Regions from separate parts of the Ovis aries genome. Here region 2 is linked to region 1. The links are chromatin contacts, called in public Hi-C maps. All regions are on one chromosome and are shown on one strand. The core of a region is the stretch at or near the end of the contact, and the rest is flanking DNA. Distances in the headings are between cores, read along the strand shown.

The links. A called contact is a pair of places that touch in the nucleus more often than the background predicts.
Region 2: a Hi-C map of mixed tissues shows a contact between it and region 1, with 2.2 times the contacts expected there. The contact joins the enhancer-like site here to the promoter of LIFR in region 1. A contact is called at or near these places in 2 of 16 Hi-C or Micro-C datasets (liver and mixed tissues).

Annotation. Positions count from the first base shown.
Region 1 is chr16:35,994,822-36,002,525 of ARS-UI_Ramb_v3.0, forward strand. LIFR (LIF receptor subunit alpha) reads left to right here and starts at 4,043. Exons shown (of 20, transcript XM_060400479.1): 1 at 4,043-4,131. The coding sequence starts at 4,085. The region is part of intron 2 of LOC132657959 (a long non-coding RNA gene); the gene reads right to left.
Region 2 is chr16:36,033,513-36,041,216 of ARS-UI_Ramb_v3.0, forward strand. The region is part of intron 1 of LIFR (LIF receptor subunit alpha); the gene reads left to right. Among named protein-coding and RNA genes, the nearest start is that of LIFR, 39 kb to the left of the region's middle. Within about 2 kb of position 3,344, at least 3 of the 54 cell types and tissues checked have an H3K27ac peak or open chromatin away from gene starts, as enhancers often do.

The DNA.
Region 1 (7,704 bases), core at 2,793-5,292:
TCTCAGAATAATATCAGATGGTACTAATCAATATGTGATCCACCTCTGGGCTTTTGAAAATTAAATGAGAAAAACATGCAAAAGTTCTAATTCAGAGAAGAGAGTTTCTAAACTGTGAAAAGAACAAATTTTACCACCCCCACCATAGTCATTCTGAGTTTCCACATTGATCTGGAAGATTTAGCTAAGGGCTTTTTCCTTTCCCTAGGGACCCGGTTTTTAAATGGTGGGGCTACATCCTGCCTGAGGACAAAGGAGGGGCGGGGAAGGACACAAACACACACACACACGCACACACACTCTCTTTTTCCTTCTGACTTCTATTGCAATTTGTAAGTAAAACTTGAATCATGCTGTAATTTCATTCTGATATTTTCTACATACTGTTCTTTAATCAAATAAGGCAAATCATATCCTTACCCTCTCCCCTAATTTGCTAGATTTAATGACACCAGTTTTAGATTGTATAGCATTCCAAGAACAAGCTTTTTCCCATACAATGTGGGATTCAATTTCACTTATTTGAGAACTGACTGTTGCTAAAAATCTAATTATTTTTAATAAGCAAAATCATTTTGATCCATTTTATTCTTTTTATGATTAAGGAGCATGCACTTTAAGATTTGTGGTTCTTTGAAGTGTAACACTATGCATTACTAGTTCAGGTTTAAACATGATCTAGCAAGATCAGTACTTGTAAAAAAAATGGGGGAGGGGTTAGCTCAACACTTTAAGAAGGCAGTATTCTAAAGAACATAATTGTGATAAATTACAGTCATATCATAGATCTCCTCAATTTAAATTAATACTAAGAAATATGTGCATAATCTGATCCATTTAATTCTGATAAATAGAGTATATAAAAACGTTGCTAACCTATAGACAGATGGTTTAGACTGGGTAAATAATCTGGAAAACAAAGTGAAAAGCTTGAAGCATTTTATAAAATTTGCCAAAGCAAACCTAGTTCTAAAGAAAAACATTCAGGCAAGTTCCCCAGTTCAGGTCTTAATATACCTTTTATCCTATTAGAAGCTATTCCTTTCTTGAGCTTTGAAAGACAAAATCTGAGAGGTGCTTGATTAATCCTCAGGGATCTAAGGCCTTTTTAAAAAGGTACTCAAAGAACTAAGCAAATATTACCTCTGAACTTTATATTTTATTCCTTATTTGTCTGAGCAAAATCATATGTCCTACTAACAATTCTAAGTGGATACAACTTCTAACCTAAAAGAAAAAGAAATTGAAAGTTGAAAATGTGTTTTGGGATTTAGCGAGAATTGAAAATCCTTTTTTTTTCTATGAAGTAATGACTTTTATGGGGCTTTATAACAATAAGTTTGGTTAAAAATACTTAAAGCCAAGGGGACTAATTGGAGAGTCTCATATCATGCTTTGGCTTTCCTAGTGGCTCAAATGGTAAAGAATCTGCCTACAATACAAGGGTTCCATCCCTGGGTGGGGACGATTCTCTGGAAAAGGGAATGGCTACCCACTTCAGTATTCTTGCCTGGAGAATCCCATGGACAGTAGAGCCTGGCGGGCTACAGTCCATGGGGTCACAAAGAGTTGAACAAGACTGAGCAACTGAGCATGCACGCACCCTGACTGGCAGAGAGCTGGTGAAATTAGAAGATGGTAGAGAATGATGGGTAAAGAGCAAAGGGTGGGAATCAAGCACACTGAGATCAGGTTCTAGCTTTGGAGTGACTTTGGACAAAGGTGGGAATTTCTCTGAATCTGCATTTAAATCTGATTATTCTTCTCCCTACTCACCGCACGGTCTTTACTCCCCCCTCTACACACATTCACACTCACACAAAACTGTGACAATTACCACTCTACATGGCTTCACTTTGCCTTTAGGATAAGTCCCAAGCATGTTCGCACAAAGCAGTGTCCCCCTCACATCTGTCCCTGATTCCCTTAGATCCCCCAGCAGTGCCCCTTTTCAGTCCCCCAAAAGTGCTCCTGGCCCTTTCTTGAACCCATGTTATCCAACCACATCTTGTCTCATCTGCCTGGAAATAGTTCATCCCCAGTGCCAGTACCTCTTCTCCAGTTAAGTGAGTAACCCTGAATGTCTAGGTTTAAACATCATTTTCTCAGTAAGATTTTACCTCCTGTCCCCCTCTAAGTTAGGGTTTGTCATTATGCTCCTAGTTTCTCTCTTTCTTCCCTCTTGTTGCACTGGGATATCTCTTCCCCCAGCCCTCTGTTAGACTGCATGAGACATCTGTGTATATGCAGAAAGTGGGGCCCAGCATGGAGTGGGGAGCAGCAGGTTTGCCTTTTTCTCTACTGCGGTCCCAGAGTCCAGCCCAGAGGCTGCTTTTAACATGCACTGACTGGATGCGTGAAGGACTTTGTATTGGTAGACTGAGATCTCCTCCCAGACGTGTGAGGGCCAGATGTCTGCACAGAGTTCAGAACCTCTCAGCACCTGGTAAATATCTCAGCCAATGGTGGCTATTATCATTAATAGAAATTTTTAAGTGATGAATTCGTTTCATTTCTAAATTCTTCAGTGGGCACCTCTCCAATTGGGAAAGTTAAGAGTAGATTAGCAAGTTGCCCATTTCTATCCATTCTTTTCAATACTATTGCAGACTTTTGGAGCAGAACAAGATGAAACAACGTGCCAAACCAAAATTAGAGCCAGGATAGAAAATGGCTTTGATGTGATGGATCGAGTGTAATTGTATGTTTGCATGGGCCTGGCTGTACTCCAGGTGCACACATCCATAACCCAGGCCATCAACCAGATGTTACCAGTGTTTTTATATTAAAAAAATACAGAAATATGATCTATGCCTATAGAAACCTACATGTTAGCACTTGGAAAATGATGGCAATGAATATCATATAAAAACATAATTTGCAAAAGATAATTATAGAATCCACATGAAAGTCTTATACCTGAATCTTACACTTGAGTAATAAAAGGGTAAAACTGAACCTCCCACTGGAATTTAAAGAGAGAGTTTTCCTAAAAGAGATGTAATTATGTAAAATTTGATGGGATAAAGCCATACCTTCTTTCATTTAAAATTATAAATAAGTGTAAGACTTCTATTATTTTCAATCAACTAAGCCTCTAAAGTAACAAACTCTGCTGAAATCTAAAAAGGCAGGATAGATGCTAATGATTCTTAGTACTAGAAGAAACTTTATGATTCAAAGCAATGAAGTCATAATATTGGTACATCATATACCAGGACTGATATTTTAAAATGGGAACTTTTAATTCCATCTTCTATGACTGGTCTGGGGCTTCCCAGGTGGCTCAGTAGTAAAGAATCCACCTGCCCATGCAGGAGATGCAGGAGATGTGGGTTCCCTCCCTGGGTCAGGAAGATTTCCTGAAGGAGGCAAGGGTAACCTACTCCAGAATTATTTCCTGTAAAAAAACCATGGACAGAGGAGCCTGATGGGCCTCAGTCCATAGTGTTGCAAAGAGTTAGACACCACTGAGCAACTAAGCACAAGCAAGATGACTGGTCCAAAATTTCATGAGGATGTTGCAGGGGAAATGAAGGGACATTTAGAAGTGGAGAGTAAAATCTGACTAGCTTCTACCTCTTCTAAACTGTTATCTCTCTACTGCTAATAGCCTGAGACTGGCTTTCCTCTGAGAATCCTTAACTGAGCTCTGTTAATAGACTTGGTATATAAAGTTAAAGATATCTTAGACTGCAAATAATAGAAAACCCAAGCCATAGTAGCTTCAATGAATAGGGGATTCACTCATTACAAAAATCCAGAGTTAAGTGATTACTGGAGTTGTTTATAGTTCACAATGCCATGAGGTACCCAGGTCATTGTATCTTTCTACTCTGTTATCCTTAGAGCCTCATGTTTCAAGATGTTCCAAGATGTTTGCTGTAGTTGACATCGTATGTGCTATGAAAGCAGGAAGAGAATGTTATCTCTGTCTCCTTCTAACAGGAAGGCAAAGGCTTTATCAGAACTCCCAGGCAAACATCTCCTTGTGTTTTATTGGCTGGAAAAGAGAATAGTTAGCTGGACAAGTGTTAAGTGTGGAAAAAGAGGGAAGTGGATATTGGATAAGCAACTGACCATAATGCTTCCCTTGGTTTGGCCTCACACTATCCTGGTTGCTGATGGGAGGTAAGAAAAGGTTTTAATTGGCCTATGTGATCTGTCCTTCTCTCTTGGTAGGGAGTGGGTGAATGAGTGAAGATTTGACAGGCCATTTCAGGGAGCTTCCAAATCTGAGCTTAGCTAGCAAAGGAAATCACTAATAATATTTTGCTCTTAACTTAGACTTCAAAAATCATGATGTTGTTTAGATTCAGGTAGATAGCAATTCTGAGTTGAACTAGATGCTTTGTTGTCTGGAAAAGGAGTAAGTAAGTAACCATTTGCAGTGGTTCCTAGGTGTCGCTATGGCTGTGTGCCCCTGTACTCTAGAAATAGCTGGGCCTTCCTGGTGTCCAGACTGGCATCTCTTGCCAAGTCGGAAAGAGATCTGAACACTTCCATTCCATTCCCTTTGGGGAAGACACCACAGCATTTCTTCTTCCGACCCTAATGGGAAGCACATGGAGATCGCTGAACATTGGGAACCCTTCTTTGCTCAAATTATGTTTTTTGAGCAAGGGCTATGATAAAGTAACCTCTAAACATGACCCTGGCAGAAGTCAGTAGCCTTGCTTATTCTGGCCACGTTCCTGGTGCAATCCAGGGTTCTGGGAAGATTTACTTTAATTACAACTTCTTTTGCCCTTTTTCTCTCCCTCTTATACTCATGATCTCTTACATAACATGTGTTAGAGGTACCAAAACTGAAAATTTCATTCTCGAGCTAAATTAGATAAACGTAATTTGCACTTGGCTTCTTTTCTTTCAAGAGATCTGGCCAAATTAGCATGTCATACTGTTTTTCTAAGGCACACATAACTTAAATTCTCTTTCTTTCTTTAGTTTTTATATCTCAGTAAAAATTTCATTTTTTGTTTTCAGTGGCAAGGATAATAAAGAGGCATTGTATCTTCTAAATTTTCTTTAGCCATACAAGGTTTTATGAAGGGTAATTTTTATAGACTTTTTTCTTAGTCTACTAAAATTCTCATGAGAATTAGTTCATTTCCAAAAAGTTTTGCAAAGAGCTTATATATAAAAGTTAAAATTCATATAAATTAAAACATAAACACTGCATTCTTCATGAATCATGAAAATCACACATTAAAAGCCCGGATCAAAATCTCCTTTCAATTGTACTGTATTATTTAGCACAAAATGTGTAACCTGTAATTTTTGCCTTCAGTTCAATGGGACCTCAATGTACCAAACATTAATTGAGCACATTATGTGTGTTCAAAGGCACTTTGTTCTGATTAAGAGATGAATCTTACACCACAATACTTACTCTCAGAAAACTCTCATTCCATTAAGAGGAAACAGACATATAAACAAACAATTACAATGTGATGTGATAAATCATGATGATAAAAAGATATACAGGGAGAAGACTTAACCCTATTGGAGGACATGTAAACAGAGGGCTGATGTTGAAGCTGAAACTCCAATATTTTGGCCACCTGATGTGAAGGGCTGACTCATTTGAAAAGACCCTGATGCTGGGAAAGATTGAGGGCAGGAGAAGGGGACGACAGAGGATGAGATGGTTGGATGGCATCACTGACTCAATGGACATGAGTTTGGGTAAACTCTGGGAGCTGGTGATGGACAGGGAGGCCTGGCATGCTGTGGTTCATGGCATCACAAAGAGTTGGACATGACTGAGCAACTGAACTGAACTGAACTGAAAGAGAGGGCATTGGAAAGAGTGTAGAAGGAAGGTGATGCCTAAGGAAAATGCTTCCTTCATCATTAAGTCATGCTTGATTAGAGGAGGGTATTGTGGGCAGAGAGAAACCAAGAAGGAGTTTGTAGTAAAAGTGCAGGTAAGGAGTGACGAGGGCTTCCCAGGTGGCTCAGTGGTAAAGAGCCTGCCTGTCGATACAAGAGACATTCGAGATGCCAGCTCAATCCCTGGGCTGGGAAGATCCCCTGAAAGGGGAAGTGGTAACCCACTCCAGTATGCTTGCTTGGAGAATCCCATAGACAGAGGAGCCTGATGGCCTATAGTCCATAGGGTTGCAAAGAGTCAGATGTGACTGAAGCAACTTAGCACACATGTGTGCAAGGAGTGATAAGAACCTGAACTGAGACGGTGCCAGAGGAGAGAGATGACAGAGAATGAGTCTGCAATACTTAGGAAGTAAAACTGAATACTTTGTCAGTTTGATTTAGTATCTTCCCAAAAAGCTGCCGAAGATAAGACTTATTGATAGTTCATCAAGACAGTTTTATTGGCACAGTCTTTTCAGTAGATAACTGGATTTGAAACAAAGTTTAGCAAACTATATAGGCACAATCTGCTTTTGTTTGAATATTGCATGTGTATAAATTCCCAAGGCTACATGCACAGATAGTATATTTCCAAAGCATTTTGTCTTGGTACATAACCATGGAAAGGGCAAAATAAGAAAATGACATAATATTTGGTGGGCATGGAGGAAAAAAAGCACATGTGTTTTTCACTGGTCTTTAAGTCTCCTTTCTGCCTGCATAAAGGAGTTACTTAGTTACTTGGCCACCTCCAACTGCATATTAGCAGAAAAGCTTAACCAACCTTGCCTATAAATGGCCAAGCAACAAACTGCCTCATTCATTCATTCTGTTGACATGTTCTGAGTCCTAGGATGCTTAGAGCCAGGGATAGAGAAATCAAGAAGTTGTAGCCTTTGCCCATGAGAGAAAAGGGGATGTAAACACATCCTTTTAATAACAGCTTGACAAGCACTTTATTAAAAATGGGGCTGGAGTCCTGAGAGAATGATGACAAATGAGCTAACTGTCTGGTGCCAACAGAAAAATTCCATAAGGGAAGTGATAACAAGGCTTAGAAGATTTTGAAAAATGGGGAAAGCAAGGACATGTGAGGGTGTTTCAAATATAGGGAATGATGGGAGACTGTATTATTGCTTCTTTGTTAGTTTCTTCTTCCTAATATAGGGAGAGATATGTAGGGACAGGAGAGGTTGTATCTCCCCACCCTAATTAAGGTCATGCTTAGCCAAGTTACTTACTTTGGCCAATAAAATCTGCATAGAAGTGTTTTGTGCCATTTCTGAACAAAACCTTTAAGATCTGTCATAACATTCCAAGGCCACTCTTCCCCTCTGCCACATGAAGAGCCATTTTCAGAAAGGGACTGCTTATTCAGTGTAGATCTCGGAGTAAAGGAGACTTCTGGAGTAGAGTTGAAGCTGCCCTGCAGACAGCCTATAATTTAAGTAAGAAGGAAATTTATGTTGTTGAAAACCATTGAGACCTGTGGATGGTCATTAAAGCAGCACAACTTAGGAAAGCTGACAAGCATGGAAGCAGTGCATGCAAAGATGCAGAAGTATCAGTGGATATGGAGTGAGAAATGGTGAGAAGTTTAGTGCAGACCCGGCATTTAAAGCCTCATGTGGCCAGAAATAACCCAAAAGGGCAGTTAGGAAGAGATTTTTCAAGGGTCTTACATGTCCTGCTAGGAAAGTTAACTTTATCCTTTAAATGGTAGAAAGTCAGCAGAAGGTAAGGAGTGACATGATAAGATTTATCTCTTAGGAAGGTGATTCTAATGAGAACAGAAAAATACTAGAACCAGTGAAATGAGCCAAGATG
Region 2 (7,704 bases), core at 2,094-4,593, 38 kb after region 1:
AAAGAAATAGAAGAACAGATATAAAATTTTAAGAATAATCTGTAAGAAAAATTATTAGGAGTTTAAATATTTTGAACATAGAGAAGAGGCTTATACCTTTGGTTAGGTTGGAGATAAAGGCAGGTCGTGTTTCGTAAAACTTGTTTGCCATTAGGCACCAACACCCCTGCCTTCTGCAAATGATCACTGGTATCTCATATTTTAATGTTGCTATAATATGTTTATAAATTGTACACTTTGGGAGAAGGTTGCTCGTAACTCTTAAGGAGGAGTATGCGTTCAGAAAATATTTGGCCCTTTTAAATTAAAAATTGAGGTCTTTTAGAGTGCTTTTAAAACAATAAATTATAGAAGTAAGACTAATGCTAGCTAGCAGTTGAACCAAATGCATTACAAAAATTTGAGTATTATTCAGTGTTGAGCTTTATATTTCCATTATGCTTATTTTAGAGCTAATGTAAGAAGCTATAATAATCCTTTTTTTTAAATGACCAAGGAAACCTTTTCATGTTTAAGGTGTTTTGTTTTTCCTTTGTTATTTAGTACCTGTCATTGTACTAAACTGCTAATATTGGCTGTATTTGCTCTTCTTAAATAAGTATTTACTGAGCATGTGTTACATCCCAGGCAATTTCTAGAGACTAAGAATGTAGTAATGCGCAGGATAGAGACCCCATTCTAATGAGTCCACCTGTTAGTGAGGGAGATGGATAAAAAGCAGAGAAGCAATAAAGACAGTAAGGTCTGAGTGAGACATGCTGGCAGAGTGATAAAAGAGGGTTGCTGGGATAAAGAGGGGCAGGTGGGGCCACTGTTTTAGACCGAGCAGCTCTGGAAGCCTCTCTGAGGTGAAGTTTAAACCGAGAGTTGAGTGTGTTCTTGCAGATCTGGAGGAGTGGTGGTTCAGGCAGAGGGCATGGCTTGTGCAAAGGCCAGGCAGTGGGACCGAGCCTCGCACACCAGAGGAACAGACGGCCGCCAGTGTGGCTGGAGTTTCTTATCGAAAAGTGGGAGAGAGCAGGCACTGCGATGGGTGTCCTGGGCATTTGCAAATGGCAAGGAAGGTTCAATGGCGTGGGAGACAGACCTTGGATGGCGGGGTTCCTCCACCTGCTGGACGCTCCAGGAGAGCAGTTGTGGACCTGCTGCTTCTTCATTGCTTAGCCTGGGTCATAATGTGCTGTGAATATTGAGAGAATTAACTAATAATTAGAGAGTTTAAGAAATAATCTTGTCTGGTTTTTCTCAAAATACTTAGATTTGGGAGTATTTAAGCTGAGTCTTCCCCATCTTGGCTCTGGCCCTTGACATTACCAGATCCATGCCACTGTTAAAGCATCTTCTCAGATTGTTGCTTTACGTGAGTTGCATTTTGTTTCTGTTCCTGAAATTAAACTATGAAGCCTTAAAAATGTGTGTATTTTCCAGGACATTATAGTGATTTCTGAGTAATTCAGTCAGAAGTTCCATCTTTGATTTCAGTGTATTAGCCCTTTGCTTAAGTGTAAAAATTTCAGAGAGGCCTTTTTTAGTATAGTGAATGTTTGAATTCTTTGGGGGCAGATTACAGACTAATGAGCCCATAAAATATATGTACTTTCTGCAGGTACTTTTATTCTCACAGGAAGAATGTGTGCCTGTTCTATTTTAGGGAGTATCAGGAACTGTGGTATTTCCTCTTCCCAACTTCTAATCTGTGTGTCATTCTAAATATATGTTCCTTTAGATTAATTGAAATCTTGGGAATTGAGTGTTGTGCCAAGCAATTGTTGTAGATGCCTAATTAGAATCTGTTGTCTTTTTCTTAACTGTGACTTTTGAGGTCCTGTCCAACATCAGGAGCTGTGATCTTGCAGACTGAGGGGATTTGATATTTTTATTTCCTGTTTGAATTGGTTGATACCTGAACCCAATAAGCTGCTCCCATGTAAGATAATTATATCTTCCAGCATTCTTGCATAAGCTCTGTGCACATGCTATGTGAAGGATGGATTCCGTGACTTTGAAATCTTAAATCAAGTTCCTTCTGTCTTTTGTCAGTCTCCTTGCAGCAAAAACCCTTCAAGCAAACTAGCAGACGCCCGTAAGCATCTGTTTTGTAGGTCACTGGAACATGTACCGGCCTAGGTGCTTGAGTCAAAGTGCAGGTGCTGCTACCTTTACATTTCCTTTGTGAACTGTAGAGATGGCAGGACTTCAGGCTGACTTTACACTCTCTACAATTGACAACACATACATGCTTACCTGTCCTGGCTGCTCCTGTTTGCTTCTGTGGGCAGAGGTTGTATGTATCAGTTACTGTCTTATGCTTTTATGTTGGAAGTTGAAGAAAACCTTTTAGTAGGTGAGTTTTTCCCATACTTTTGCAGAAATGTGAGAAAACCTTGCCTCTGCACATTCTTCTGGTTTGTAGGGCAGGTACAGAGGAAGACTTGGAATCACGCACCCAAAGCTGAGAATCTGCACCTGTATTATTAAGTGGTAGTATCCTGAAAGACCCCAGAAAGGTGCTAATGCTTGTAGAAAGTGTGTGGTTCTTCTCTAAGGGTGACTTGGGATACTGAGGCCCCTTGCCTTCCTCTCACAGCTCGCAGAAGCAGGCTTCTCCAAGGAGACCCTGGATTGGAGGACAGTTGAAATGGTGGTGGTGGGAACATGTGGTGGAAAGTAACAAGTGGTGGCGGACGGCATGCCCCCATTTCTCCTGTTAGAAATGCTGGTGGGGCAGTGAGCTGTAGACATTCTGTAGACGGAACGTGCCTGTGACTTGGGGGTGAGAGTAAGCTGGAGCGAGATGAGACTCCACCACCACAACCCCAGTGCTGCAGCTGCCAGCACGCCACCTTAAAGCTGGGTGCCAGCCTTCCCAGCCACAGGCTTGGAGACCAGCCGCCACACCTCTGGCTCCTGTTTCACGTTTCATGCTGTGGTATTTATAGTGCAGTGCAAAAGCGAAGGACACAAGCACATTTTCAGATCCTTTTCAGAGAAACAGTTAAATTGGGAGCATAAATCTTCATCTGAGTGAAACCTGATCCTGTATTATCCCTTGAAGTTACCTGGATCGCCAGAGTTTTACTCTATATGTAAAATTTGGGAGGAAGGGACTGACGGCCTGATTCTGATTTCTAAGGAAGGACTATATGTAGTCCTATATATGGCTTAAAATCCAAAGTACTGACAGCAATAGGAGCTTAAGCATTCAAACAAAACCAAAGAAGGTATAGAATTTAAGAGCCAGAAAGGGCCTTGGATCTTCTGGTCAACTGTAAGTTTACTGCTAAAGAAACCAAGCCCCAGAGGTGTTTTCATTTGCCTAAGAATCCAGTAGTTCCAGACTGGCATTGTGACTATGATTTGCTAATTCCTAACTGCAGGGCTCTGCGCTCCACTCTGGAACAGCAGGGGATCCGTGGGGTTCGCTGCTGTGTCTCCATAGAACAGTGCCCAGCCCACAGTAGACATTCAGGTATTTATTGACTAAGTGAATATACAAGAGTTTTGAGAACTTAAGATTGCACCTTAACTATAAGATGGTACTTACAAAATTTGAGAGAATATACAATAATTGTGAATTTCTTTTTTTGTAAACAATAGAGCATGTTACTATTAGAGCCCAACAGTGAAGCCTGATATTAACCAGGTGGGCAAACAAAGATGTGGAGTCTTACTAGCTTGGCATTTTTCAGAGCCCAGTGTCACTAGATTTTTTTTTTTTTTTTAACATTGATTCTGTTCATTCTGCTGGGATCTGCTGTCAGAGTTTTATATTTTGTATTTGAAAACATGTGTAATGTAAAATCCAACATTTATTGTCCACATTGTTTGCTATTTTTCTCGATATGTTTTATCAATAGTTTCACTGTTTTAAAACTTAGAGCCATATAGGGATTTGACTGTTCAGAAACAAACCTTGCTAACTATTAGGTTTGGGGGATTGTCACTTTCGAATGCTGCTGGTGGGTATATTCAATTGTTACAACTTTCCAGGAGGGTAATTTTGCATTACTCATCGAAAGCCTCAAAAATGTGCCATGTCCCTTAGTCAGGCATTTCCACCACTAGGAATTTAAACTAAGAGGAAAAAAAAATAAAGCCTGTGTATGGAGACCAATCTATAGCAGTGGTTCTCGCCTACATAGGCATGTGGGCCCCATGTTCCTGTCAGTCGCTTTCTCCTGGCACAGTGATTCTTCCCTTGATGGGAAGCCCACGTAGTGGGGTATCTCAGAATTGGGCGGGGGAGTCCTCTCCCAAATTAGGAAAAACCTCATCTCCAAGTTCTGGTGACCTCCATGAAAAGTACACCAAAAAACCCAACCTCTAATTTGCAAAAATGATTTTTGCAGCTTCATTTATGATAGTTATAAACTAGAAACAAATGCTCAATAATAGGGATATTGATTACATAAATTGTGGCATACACATGTAATGGAAAACCCTTTCTTCATTGACACTGAGGTAGGGAAGTATTTATTGATGTAGAAAGATATTCTGAGTTTGTAAACTGAAAAAGCAAATTGCAAAGCAGTATGTGTAACTTGATCTAGGAGTGTTTTTTTTAGGTCTTGGAGAAAGAGGCAGAGAGAGAGCTCAAGCAAGCGAGTTAGAGCTTCAGTTTTCTACCTGTTATGTAGGAAAATGCCAGGAAGACTATACACCAAATGCTGTGTGTTTGTGTTGAAAGTACAGGTGACTCCTGTTTTTAGAGTCTAGCGGGCTCCAGTCTATAGGGGTCGCCAAAGAGTCAGACAAGACTTAACGACTAAACAACAACCATTTTTGGTTTCCTGGATTTCCAACATTTAAAGCATATTTTATAGCGAAGGGAAGGAGAACAGATTCCCTTTTTGATCTACTGGTTGTATGAACTTGAGCACTTTCTGTGTCTGATTTCTTACCTGTAAAAGGGAATAATATCCAGCTCATAGTGCCCACAGCTAGTATGTGTTAGGTAAATGCTACCTTGCCGTCACAATTCTGTTATGATTAAGGCCAGTATTCCTACTAAGACAGATTTCTAAGCAGAATAACTTATATCAACTCTTGTAAGAAGCATTTTAAGGCATTCTGATGAAATATTGCATTACTTCTGGTCACTGGGAAATACTTTGTTATTATTTACTTTAAAACTTCAATGCTTTCCATTGCCAAGAGATTTTGAGTCAAAAGCTTTTTGTTCCCCTTTTGTTATCGACTTTAACAATCCTGTATGATAAGTTCTTGAATGTCAGGGTCCAATCTTTTGTACTCATAGAGTTGTTAAAATGAAATGTGATTCACTCATTCAACAACTATTGAGGGCTTTTTTCCCCCCAGTCAGTGGGTAGGCATCAAATAGGCAGCAGTGCCCAGGGAAGACACACCCTCACTACTTGAATGCCGTGGCAAGTGACCAGGGCAGGCCAAGGCCAGGAGGCATACCTACTCAGTAAACCTGTGTTACCGCGGCTGACAGTCAAGTGGGCCTCATTTCCTCTCCTGCAATTTTGAAAGAAACTATGTTGTTATGTTACTTTTCAGTGAACACAGCCATTGCCTCCTGCTTGATCCACGAAGTACAGGAGGTGCTGACTAGGTTATTTCACCTTGACATTCTCTGATGATTTAGTGATGACTTGTGTGAAGAAGGCTGAGTGCCGAAGAATTGATGCTTTTGAACTGTGGTGTTGGAGAAGACTCTTGAGAGTCCCTTGGACTGCAAGGAGATCTAATCCTGGGATTTCTTTGGAAGGAATGATGTTAAAGCTGAAACTCCAGTACTTTGGCCACCTCATGCAATGAGTTGACTCATTGGAAAAGACTCTGATGCTGGGAGGGATTGGGGGCAGGAGGAGAAGGGGACGACAGAGGATGAGATGGCTGGATGGCATCACTGACTCAATGGACGTGAGTCTGAGTGAACTCTGGGAGATGGTGATGGACAGGGAGGCCTGGCGTGCTGCGATTCATGGGGTCGCAAAGAGTCCGATATGACTGAGCAACTGAACTGAACTGTGTTACACATCTGTTAGAATATCCTGGGCTAACAGTCTTAAAATTGCTACTATGTATCTTCTGTGAAGGACATGCCTTCTTGAGATTATTTTATGTAAAATTACTGAAATAGGTTCCTATTCATGAATTTAGGATGGATGGATATCCATGGTTATAGCGTTTGAAAAATTCTAGCACATGGTCTCACTGAGGATGAGGCAGTAAAACCTGCAGTTTAAAGTGAGGTTTCCATTTGACAGTCATATCAAAATACATTAATTCTGCAATTTATTTTTTGAGTCGAAACAGTTCTTTTAAAGTTGGCAGCAGCTGTAAATATTTTGATATAAAATAAACCCTCCGTGTTCATGAAAAACGTCTCAGGACCTTTATGACAAATATTGACCTCGCATTTTATTTTTCTAATATAGCCTAATAAGATAAAATGGCATCATAAATCATTTTTTTCTTATTCCTGTGGCGAATGCATGTAGAAGTCATGCCACAGATTGGAGCCACTTGCAAAGCCGACGTTTTATTCCTTCTTTATCTCACGTTTTTTTCGATCTATACCTCTGCTTTCCATGGTCCACTCTGCTCCCCGGCCTCTGCTGGAACCAGCAATTGGCCTTCTTGTTTTTATTTGGGTGGGGGGTTCCCTGGTCACAAATGCTCTTTCCCTGTCTTGAGATACACTGAGTATGGAATAGGAAATGGAGAGCGGCACAGCTGTGTTGACCTGTAGACATTAGACTGTTGGCTCTGTTGGCTGGGTGTAGAGTTTATCCAACTCACTGTTTTCTCAAATGCCAGCTTCAATGAAATTACAGACAACTGTGTTTTGGAACTTTTCAATTCACAAATCGTCAAAATTGTGATTGCTGTACTCACGAATTCCATGGGCTGCATTGCTGGGATCATACTCTAATGCTTACAGTGACAAAAGAGGTCACAGATGCTAAGTGAGTGTGATGTGCCTTTTGTCTTTATGCTTTTGATAAAAGCCATAAGAAATACTTGATATATTTACTTTCTTCTTAATTCTGCTGCATGGTAGACAACACTGAATGCTTGGCGACTGAAATTTGTCTCAGTTTGGGAAATCCATAAGGAAAGACACTGAGGAGGGTTGGATCAGGAGTACTGTGAGCTGAGTTTTGAAGGACAAGTTGGTGTTTGTTAAGTGGATAAGAACAAGTGGAGTGGGAAAGACATTCTGGGTAGAGGGTAAGGTGTTCAGTGACACACAGGACAGCAGAGCCTGGTGCTTTTGTTGGAACTTGAATACAGGGCCAATGCGGGCAAAGGCCTGAAGTTAGCTTGGAACAGCAGAGAGCTTCCTGCCATGATGACAGCTGGCACTTTCTCCATAGGCCAGGGAGAGCCAGGGGAAATTTCAGGCACGTGAGACCACTGGTTCAGAGGGTGACTCCAGGTTGTGTCAGGGAGGCCTGGGAATCCAACAACCTAGAATCCAGGAATCCAGCAACCTGGCAGGAGTATAGACCAAAGGGGAGGTGCCCCAACAGGGCCCCAGCCAGGCCTGGCCCTATAAATTTGTCCTTATTTTCCTAATAATGTTGGGGCAGTGTTTCCTAATAATGACATGCGCAGCAGTAATGACTCTCTTCTTCCCATGCTCCATCCATCACACCCTTTTCTTAAAACATAAGCTTCTGTTCAGTGACTAAGTCGTGTCTGACTCTTTGCGACCCCGGGGAGTGCAGC